Linked DNA regions of Sus scrofa: region 1 is linked to region 2. Evidence: chromatin contacts called from public promoter capture Hi-C data. All regions are on one chromosome and are shown on one strand. Each heading gives the region's core, a stretch centred on a gene start, on an enhancer-like site or on the middle of the called end of the contact. The rest is flanking DNA. Distances are from core to core; before and after follow the strand shown. Region 1 holds the start of STIM2 (stromal interaction molecule 2). Region 2 holds the start of SMIM20 (small integral membrane protein 20).

Region 1 (3,898 bases), core at 1,213-3,712, 760 kb before region 2:
CAGAGTAAACTTATTTTAAAGCACTACAGCACAAACTCGTTTTGTGTGATCTATCGGATTTTTTATGCACTAACAATCACCATTCCTTTTTCACCATACCATAAATAACTCAGAGGAATTTAGTCTTCAAAAGGAAGGATTATAAACAACTTAGCAAAATACAATTCCATCTTAACTAATTTTCTTGATACAGTCTACATGATATACAATACACTGCGTGTGGTTAATAAACACTACATTTTCTGAATTATGTGCCCTTCCATGAGTTACTAACCAAACCTTCTGCTCAAGAAACCAAAAGCCACACTCCCTCCTGCATGAGACATTACACCTTCACATTACAGTTTTCCCTTGTTACTTTCAAAACAACCACTGTAAGAATTATATGTTCAAGAATAATACCACCCAACTTATCCTCTCAAACCACATTACACTCCTGATACTGACCATTCTGTAAATCATTTTATCAAAATTACCCAGGGATAGGTTTGATGTTTCAAGCTCCATGTAAGGGGCAGATACCTTGATATATTTCAGGGTAAAATAAAGCAAGTTAAATAGTCTGATCATTAAGTTCCATACACTACAAGTTCCAAAGAGCTTGGAAAGTGTACCGACAGCCTCCTCACAGTAAACATCCTGTCAGAGAACCCAGAGAATAGCTGCCTTGCTCTAAAGAACACAGCTCCTGAGCACCGCTCACAGCAGCTGTTGGTAACTTTCAAACGTCCGCTGGACTACCACTTTTGATAAATGAATGATGGGTCATCTTGTGTCATTTACTTTTCCTTTTTAGTTCTGCAATTATGTAAAATCTACAGATTACTTTTAAAAACAAAGTACAACCCCAAAGCTTACTTTCACTCCACTACTTTCGTAAAAGAAACCCATTTCAAGATCCTTACATTACTTAAACCACAACCTACCAACTGTACAGGACAAGGGAAAGCTTTAAAAGGATTCAGTCGGCTACCTAACTTTACCACACGTGTTCGCAAGTTTTCAATAATTTCAAGAATGTTCCATATTTTTTAAAAGGTGCTGATGCAGTGTATCAGAACTGTGCTGCTCGAATACAAGCACTGAACATTCTGCACCAAGTAAATTGTAGGTATACTCCTGGTTACCTGCTGAGCTTTCTGCACCCTTTGTCACCCGGTGATGCTCCCACTAGCAAATACTATCCATCACTGAAAAAGTCTTCCTCTCACCTCTCAAAAAATACACATTAGACTTAGAGGTTTCTGCATACTAATTAGGGACCACTAATACTGCTAGGTATTATGGCTCTCAAAGAATCCTCTCTAGCAGACTCCCCTGGGATACTGTGCTCAGTGGGGCTCTGAACCGGTGAGACTCGCTGCCAGCTGCCTTTGCAAAAGCAACACCAGAGGCAGACTCAATACCGCATTGCTGCTGCTGCTGACTTTTTCAAGCAGTCTCCAAAAGAAAAACAAAACAACAACAAAAAACACACAGCCCAGTACCCTGCTCTGCAGACCCTGCTGGCTCTTCTGCGGCACGGAAGAGAAACCACCGCATTGCTCAGCGTGGAACACCGAGGAGCAGACCTAAGTGGGTGCCTTCGAGAGGCTCTGCCGAGGGCGGGGAGTCAGTGGGGGAAGAGGGAAGGCGTCCGGAGTGCAGGGGATCGCGACGAAGCAGCGGCCAGGACGCCAGCGTCTGGGCACCCGGCTGGGCATCGCTTACTGGCCAGGGCCGTCGAATAACAGGCACCTGGCAGAGGCGCTGGCCGCTCCCGGAGACGGGGGGTCCCGCAGCGTCCTGCCGAGCCCCACCCGCCACCCTCTGGGCCCTCACCTGTCATGAGCGCCGGGCTGTCGCCCGCCGCCGCGGCGGGAGAGGAGGCGGCCGCCCCGGCAGAGCCAGCCGCCCGCCGCCGGCGAAGGTGCCTGGGCACCAGCTCGCATCCGTCCGCCGCGCCGGCCACCAGCAGCCCGAGCACCAGCAGCGCAGCCCAGCGCCGCCGCAGCAGCAGCAGCAGCAGCCAGCTCGAGGCCGGGCCGGGCGTCGTGGCGGGATGAGGACGCGGAGGAGGAGCGGGGGGAAAGCGCGGCGGCGCCCCGGCCACGGGCCACTCCGCTCCGCGAGGTGCCGCCGCCGCCGTCGCCTGCGACTCCTCGGGCCGCCCCCGCCGCCTAAGACGCCAGCTCCCGCAGGGCGCCAGCCTGGTCCCGTCCGCACCGGCGGCCTCCAGATCTTGGGTCCCAGCTACGTTCATTGGTTCCGGTTATTTTTAAAAAAAAAAAAAAAGGGGGGGGGGTGAGGATCAAAAAGGTACGGCGTCTTCAGGCCGCGCGCGGCACCCCCGCTGCTGCGGCAGCGAGACCGGGATCCGCTGCTCTGGCGCCTCGGAACACCAGTCCCAGCGCCCGCGCCGCCGCCGCCGCCACAGCCGCCGCCGCCGCGGCGCATCCCCCCGCCCCCTCCGGCCCGCGCCCGTCGTAGTACCACGCTCGGCCCGGACACCTCCTCCCCTCACACATTCGCTCGCATACCAATCCCCCGCCTCCTTCAGCCCCTCCACAGCGCAGGCGCAGCGCCGCTGCACTGGGCCTGCGCGACGCCCGAGCCCCGCCCCCGGGGGCGTTCCGGGGAGGACTCGAGAGCCGCGGGGTTGTTTCTAAGGGTTTCGCTAAACAGAAGGAAGGGGATGGGGGGGAAGATGAGCATACCCCCTCCCGGACCCATGCCCCCACTGCGACAGAGGCGGCGGGGAGGGCAAGCGGGAACGAAGTGGGCGGAGAGAAGCATAAGAACATCCGAAATCCTTTGGGCAAGTTTTAGCCATGCAGACGGCAGCAAAAATAATTGCATGGATCCGAAAACCTTGTAATCGGAAACGTTGGCGTCTCCAGAATTTCGGTATAGGTGGGGCTTAAAAGAGGCTAGCAATGTGGAAACGGAGGTTAGCAGAGCGAGCGTTTTATTTACTTGTCCAATACTTAAAACTCCTGCTACGTGTCAGTATTCCAGGCGAGGTCCTAAGCGTTTTACAAATTTACACGTTGTAATTCTAAAAGTTAGGTGGTGGTTTCGTTGTTTTCATCCCCATTTTACAAGGAATGGAAACTAAGGCCGAGAAATGTTGTTACCCCAGTTTCCGCAGCTAACAAATGGGAGACACGGTCAGATTCGCACCACTGAACAGGATTTGCTCTAGCCTCTGACTCTCCTATGGTCAAACCTTACCTGAACTCATCACCTCCCTAACCGCATCCCACCCCTTGGAGTCTGCTGTCAGCTGAATAGGTTGACAGAAAAATGGTGTTTCAGACTTCACCTGGCGACACACACACACACACACACACACACACACACATTCTCTCTCCAGGGATACAAACTTAGGATGTGCATATAAGGGATTTCCCGTTGTGGCTCAGTGGTAATGAACCCCACTAGTATCCATGAGATTGTGGGTTCAATCACTGGCCTCAATCAGTGGGTTAAGGATCCAGTGATGCCAGGAACCTGCGGTGTGGGTCGCAGACACCTGCCCCCTGGATTGGGTATTTCTGTGGCTGTGGCATTTCTCAGTGCTCCAACACAATTGACCCCTAGCCTGGGAACTTCCATATGCTGTGAGTGTTGTTCTTAAAAAAATTTTTTGCATATAGGGTTCTTAAGCACAAAGGTCCTTAAGAACCCTATACCATACCCGTTTGGTACTGGGTTTCTGTTGTTGGATTTGGGTTTTGGCTTGCTTGTTCTCAAGCCAAGAAGATACACAAATTACACAATTTCCCAAAGAACTTCCTAGGAAGCCTGGCCACCATAACCATGAGTATCACCAACTGTGGAAAGGCAGATGCACACTTGAGAAAAGAATTAAGAATTTGTTTGAAGCTTATCAATCTATCAACAATGACTTCTTCAT
Region 2 (4,031 bases), core at 989-3,488:
ACTTTAAAGGCCTCATTTGTCTATCTCAAGGTGACTCAGGCAACCATAGACTCTGGACTACTCCCCATCCCGCCTTTTTTTTTTTAGGGCTGCACCTGCCAGATATGGAAATTCTCAGGCTGGGGTCGAACTGGAGCTGCAGCTGCCAGCCTACAGCACAGCCACAGCAAGTGCCAGATCTGAGCTGCACCTGCGACCTATGCTGTATCTTGTGGCAATGCTGGATCCTTAATCCACTGAGCAAGGCTAGGGATCAAACCCTCATTCTCATGGATATTAGGTTCTTAAACAGCTGAGCCACAATGGGAACTCCCTGGACTATTCCTTTAAGACTGTCATTGGGAGACACAGCACAAACCCACCTTGATCATCTGCCCTAGAGCAAGGGTTTCTCAACCCAGCACCACTGGCACCACTCGCATCTTGGGCTGGGTAATTCTTTGTTAAGGGGTGGGGGCTGCCCTGTGCATTACAGAGAGTTTAGCAGCACCCTGGCCTCTATACACTAGATGCCAGGAGCACACTTACTCCACCCACCCCACCCATTTTGTGACCAGCAAAAACGTCTCCCGATAGAACTAAATGTCCCCTGGGGGACAAAAATCATCCCCAGTTGAGAGGTACGGCTCTAGTCTTCAGAACTGAAACTTTTCAAGTAGGATCCAAAGTAGATTCCCTTGTCCCAGCTTCAACTCTAGGGGCTATAATACAATAGCCCGGGGCAAGGACCAAGTAAGAAGGGATAAAACAGAGAGATAACGCAGGGCTTCCAAGGTCCCATGTTTACCCCCACGCGTGGTCACGCGTGGTCACGCGTGGTCACGCGTGGTCACGCGTGGTCACGTAGATAGATAGGCTGGAAGGCAGGGTGCAGAGGCCATTTCAATCTTGACTGATGAAAAGAAGCTACAAGAAATTTGAGTGTGTACTTAAACCGCTCTGCCTCAGAAACCAGATGTTGTAGCATTTGTAATGGTCAGAGCATTTATACAGCACTTTTGCCTTCAAATCACCAAGCTCACAGCCTCCACTGATATTCTCAAGGGGCAAGGTTGGCCCTTTTCCATCTTCTAGATGATTCAGGTTTCCTGGAGAACAAAATGAGCCTCTAATGCCTAATATTTTCTCTCTGACAGATGGTTTCAGATGTATCAAAGTGCTAATCCTTGCTGAGGTATAGGTCTCAAGGAAGGGGAGTGTGGCTTTTAGAATGATAGGACTGGAATGATTAAGGAAGAAAATTACTCCCAGGATATTCACCATTGTCATGTGAGTAACCAGCTTAAAATGAAGGAAGATAGCAGAATCTGAAGGAAGATTTGAGGAGAAAGAAGAGGAAAAACCCAAAACCTCAGGTTAACAGTTTAGCTCTGAGACATTTCTGATCAAAGACATCTTTGGGAGCGGAAATGAAGTGCAATAAACACATCTGCAAGTTCAGGACAATTAGGGCCCACCTCCCTCCCCCAATATCACCTTCCCAGCTTCAGTACAAGGAAGAAATTCTGGAGACAGAGGCCTGGGTTGGAATACGTGTCTTGCCGCTAACAGCTGTGTGACTTTGGGCATGTTACACAACCTGAGTCTCAGTTTCCCCGTCTGTAAGACAGCAACATGTACCTCAAAAAAAGGTGTAAATTAAAAGATCCTATGTGCATTAACGAGACATAGAAGCCTGCAGTGAATGTTAGCTATGAATATTAACTCGTATTTAGTGTTGACCTACGACGTGCAGACTGCCTTTGAGTCTCAGCAGAGGCTAGACGGTTTTATTTTAAGATACTACAGAAACACATAACTACTGATGAAGATAGTGAGGGCCCAAGAGGTGGAGTCACTTGTCCACGGTCACAAAGCTGCACACAAAGGATTCGAACCCAGGTCTCCCTGACTCGCGAGCCAAGCTCTGCCCAAGGCCCCACGTGGAGAGGATGGGGAAAGAGAGGGAGTCACTGGGACCAGGGCACCGCGTGGTGGTCAGAGGTCACTCACGGTACTCCTCCAGCCGCATTAGGGGCCGGAAGTAGATGGGGTAGAAGGCGGCGCCGATCAGGGTGATGAAGCCACCAAAAATGAGCGCGGTGCGCAGATTCGTGGACATGGCTCTGAACCGGGCCTTCGCTGACCCGCTGAGGACACCGAGCTCTCGCAATCCTGGCTCCTGCCCGCTGGGTCGTGACCCGGCTGGGAAGTGGAGAAACGGCTTTTGCTTCCGGGCCTTGTGGGCGGGGCTAGGAGGCGGAACAGGGGCGGGAAGAGGTTGGGTCAAGGGTGGCACCGAAGGCGGGGCTTAGGACTGGGTGGGGCTAGGGCAGGGGGTGGGGCTGGGGCGGGGGTGGGACTAGGGGAGGAAGGGGCGAGGCGTGTAACCCCACGCACCGCCTCCGGGCGGTGCCTGGCAGCGCCTGGCTGCCTGGCTCCGGAGGGCGAGCGCCAGCTGGGAGAATGGAGAGTGGAGCTTTTATTGCTCTTGATCTCAGTTCCGCCCCCTGCCCTAAACCGGGTTCACCTCTCAGCCGCTCCACCCACACTCTTCTGACCTCGTTACCACTCCCTCCTTTACCAACCAAACTTCCTTCTTCCACCACTGGTTTGATTTTCATGACTCCACCAAGAGGTGGATGCTCTCTAGGGCTCATTGATTTAATCCACATATCTTTTACAGATGAGGAAATCCTGTCTTGGCTGCATGATTTAAACAAGTTGCTTGGCCTTAAGGGCGGTTTGAGGGGATTAGAGACAAATGCAAATCGCCTGACCCTGGATGGCCAGCAGGGGCTTCTGAACCAAGGCTAGCTTGGGAGGAATATTATTGCAACATCCAAACTACAAGTAAATCTTTTCTGACTCTGATCTTCCATGCTCTCCTCTCTCCCTCTTCCCTTTGTTGGATGTCAGGATTACGAATGAGGATGGGGAATAGAGATCCGTGCAGGGCAGGGAGCCAGCAGCCAGTTCTACTAATGGGACCTTGGGGCTCTGCCTTGTTGCCTGGGGTGGAAGCCACTGAGGACAGATCTGCTTCCTCTTCCTGTGATTGCCATCCTTCATGTTTCTGGGGGGGGGCTGTGTCAGTATATGACCCACCCAGCGGTACTGGACAGCTGAGACTAAGATTCCCTGGGCTTTCACTCAATCGTTTTTAAATAAGAATGATACCAGCAGCTGGGGGCTGGGGAACAAATCTTGACCCCAGCATCATTATTTAGTGCAGAAAAGATTTACGATCTTTCGGAAATGGTGTGGAGGTCACAGGTTTCCTCTTTTCTTTGTAGTTTTGTAGTTGAGTCAAGCTACTATGTACCTCTGTGGTTCCAGAAGCATATAAATCAGGTATTCAATCTGTCAGCAGATTTATGGACTGTCCGCTGTGCCCCAAACATCAGGCAAAGTGCCACGGGGGACACAAAGATGAATAAGACATGACCCTTGCTCTCCAGGATCCTGTCATGTGGATGGAGGGACAGGACATATACATAAAAAGACAGCTAATGACCCGACACAGCCTGTTGCTGATGAGTGATGGAGTCTTGGGGGCTGCAGAAGTTCAGAGGAGGAAGACAGATGACTGTAGGTGAGATAACTGCTCCTCGGGTGCTTACAGGAGCTTGTTAGGGTGAGGATAGAAGACTTTATAGCAAAGAGGGAAGCTGCGATGCCTGCTTTATATCATGTGATGTAAAAACTCAGGTATACTGCACATTTGTCATTTTAGCCTCCCAGCATCCACTTCTTTTTCTATTAATAATACCCCAACTATCTTTTGGCAAACCACTCCTCTCCCATTCTCAATCTGTGAAGAAAACTGGGGTTCCCATGCACCCTATTTTTACTCTCTCCCAGCTCTCAGGGTTAAGCATTTAACCAAGCCTGACCAAGCTCCCCCACTCATCACGGGATTGTCTGGCACTGGACCCAGGCCTGATTGTCCAGTGGGGCTGCATCCTCCTGGCCATGTGACCCAAACTGAGCTAACCACAATCTATCCTAACTACTAGAAGGCTGGATTTGAACTTGAAGGGATGCAGCTC

What was found. Promoter capture Hi-C pulls out the DNA fragments that hold promoters and counts their contacts.
Region 1: a contact with region 2 is called in a promoter capture Hi-C map of liver, with 6 times the contacts expected there. The contact joins the promoter of STIM2 here to the promoter of SMIM20 in region 2. A contact is called at or near these places in 1 of 5 promoter capture datasets (liver) and 1 of 47 Hi-C or Micro-C datasets (heart right ventricle).

What each region holds. Positions count from the first base shown.
Region 1 is chr8:20,454,907-20,458,804 of Sscrofa11.1, reverse strand. STIM2 (stromal interaction molecule 2) reads right to left here and starts at 2,462. Exons shown (of 15, transcript XM_003128897.6): 1 at 1,822-2,462. The coding sequence starts at 2,242.
Region 2 is chr8:19,699,229-19,703,259 of Sscrofa11.1, reverse strand. SMIM20 (small integral membrane protein 20) reads right to left here and starts at 2,238. Exons shown (of 3, transcript XM_003356880.4): 1 at 1,993-2,238. The coding sequence starts at 2,101.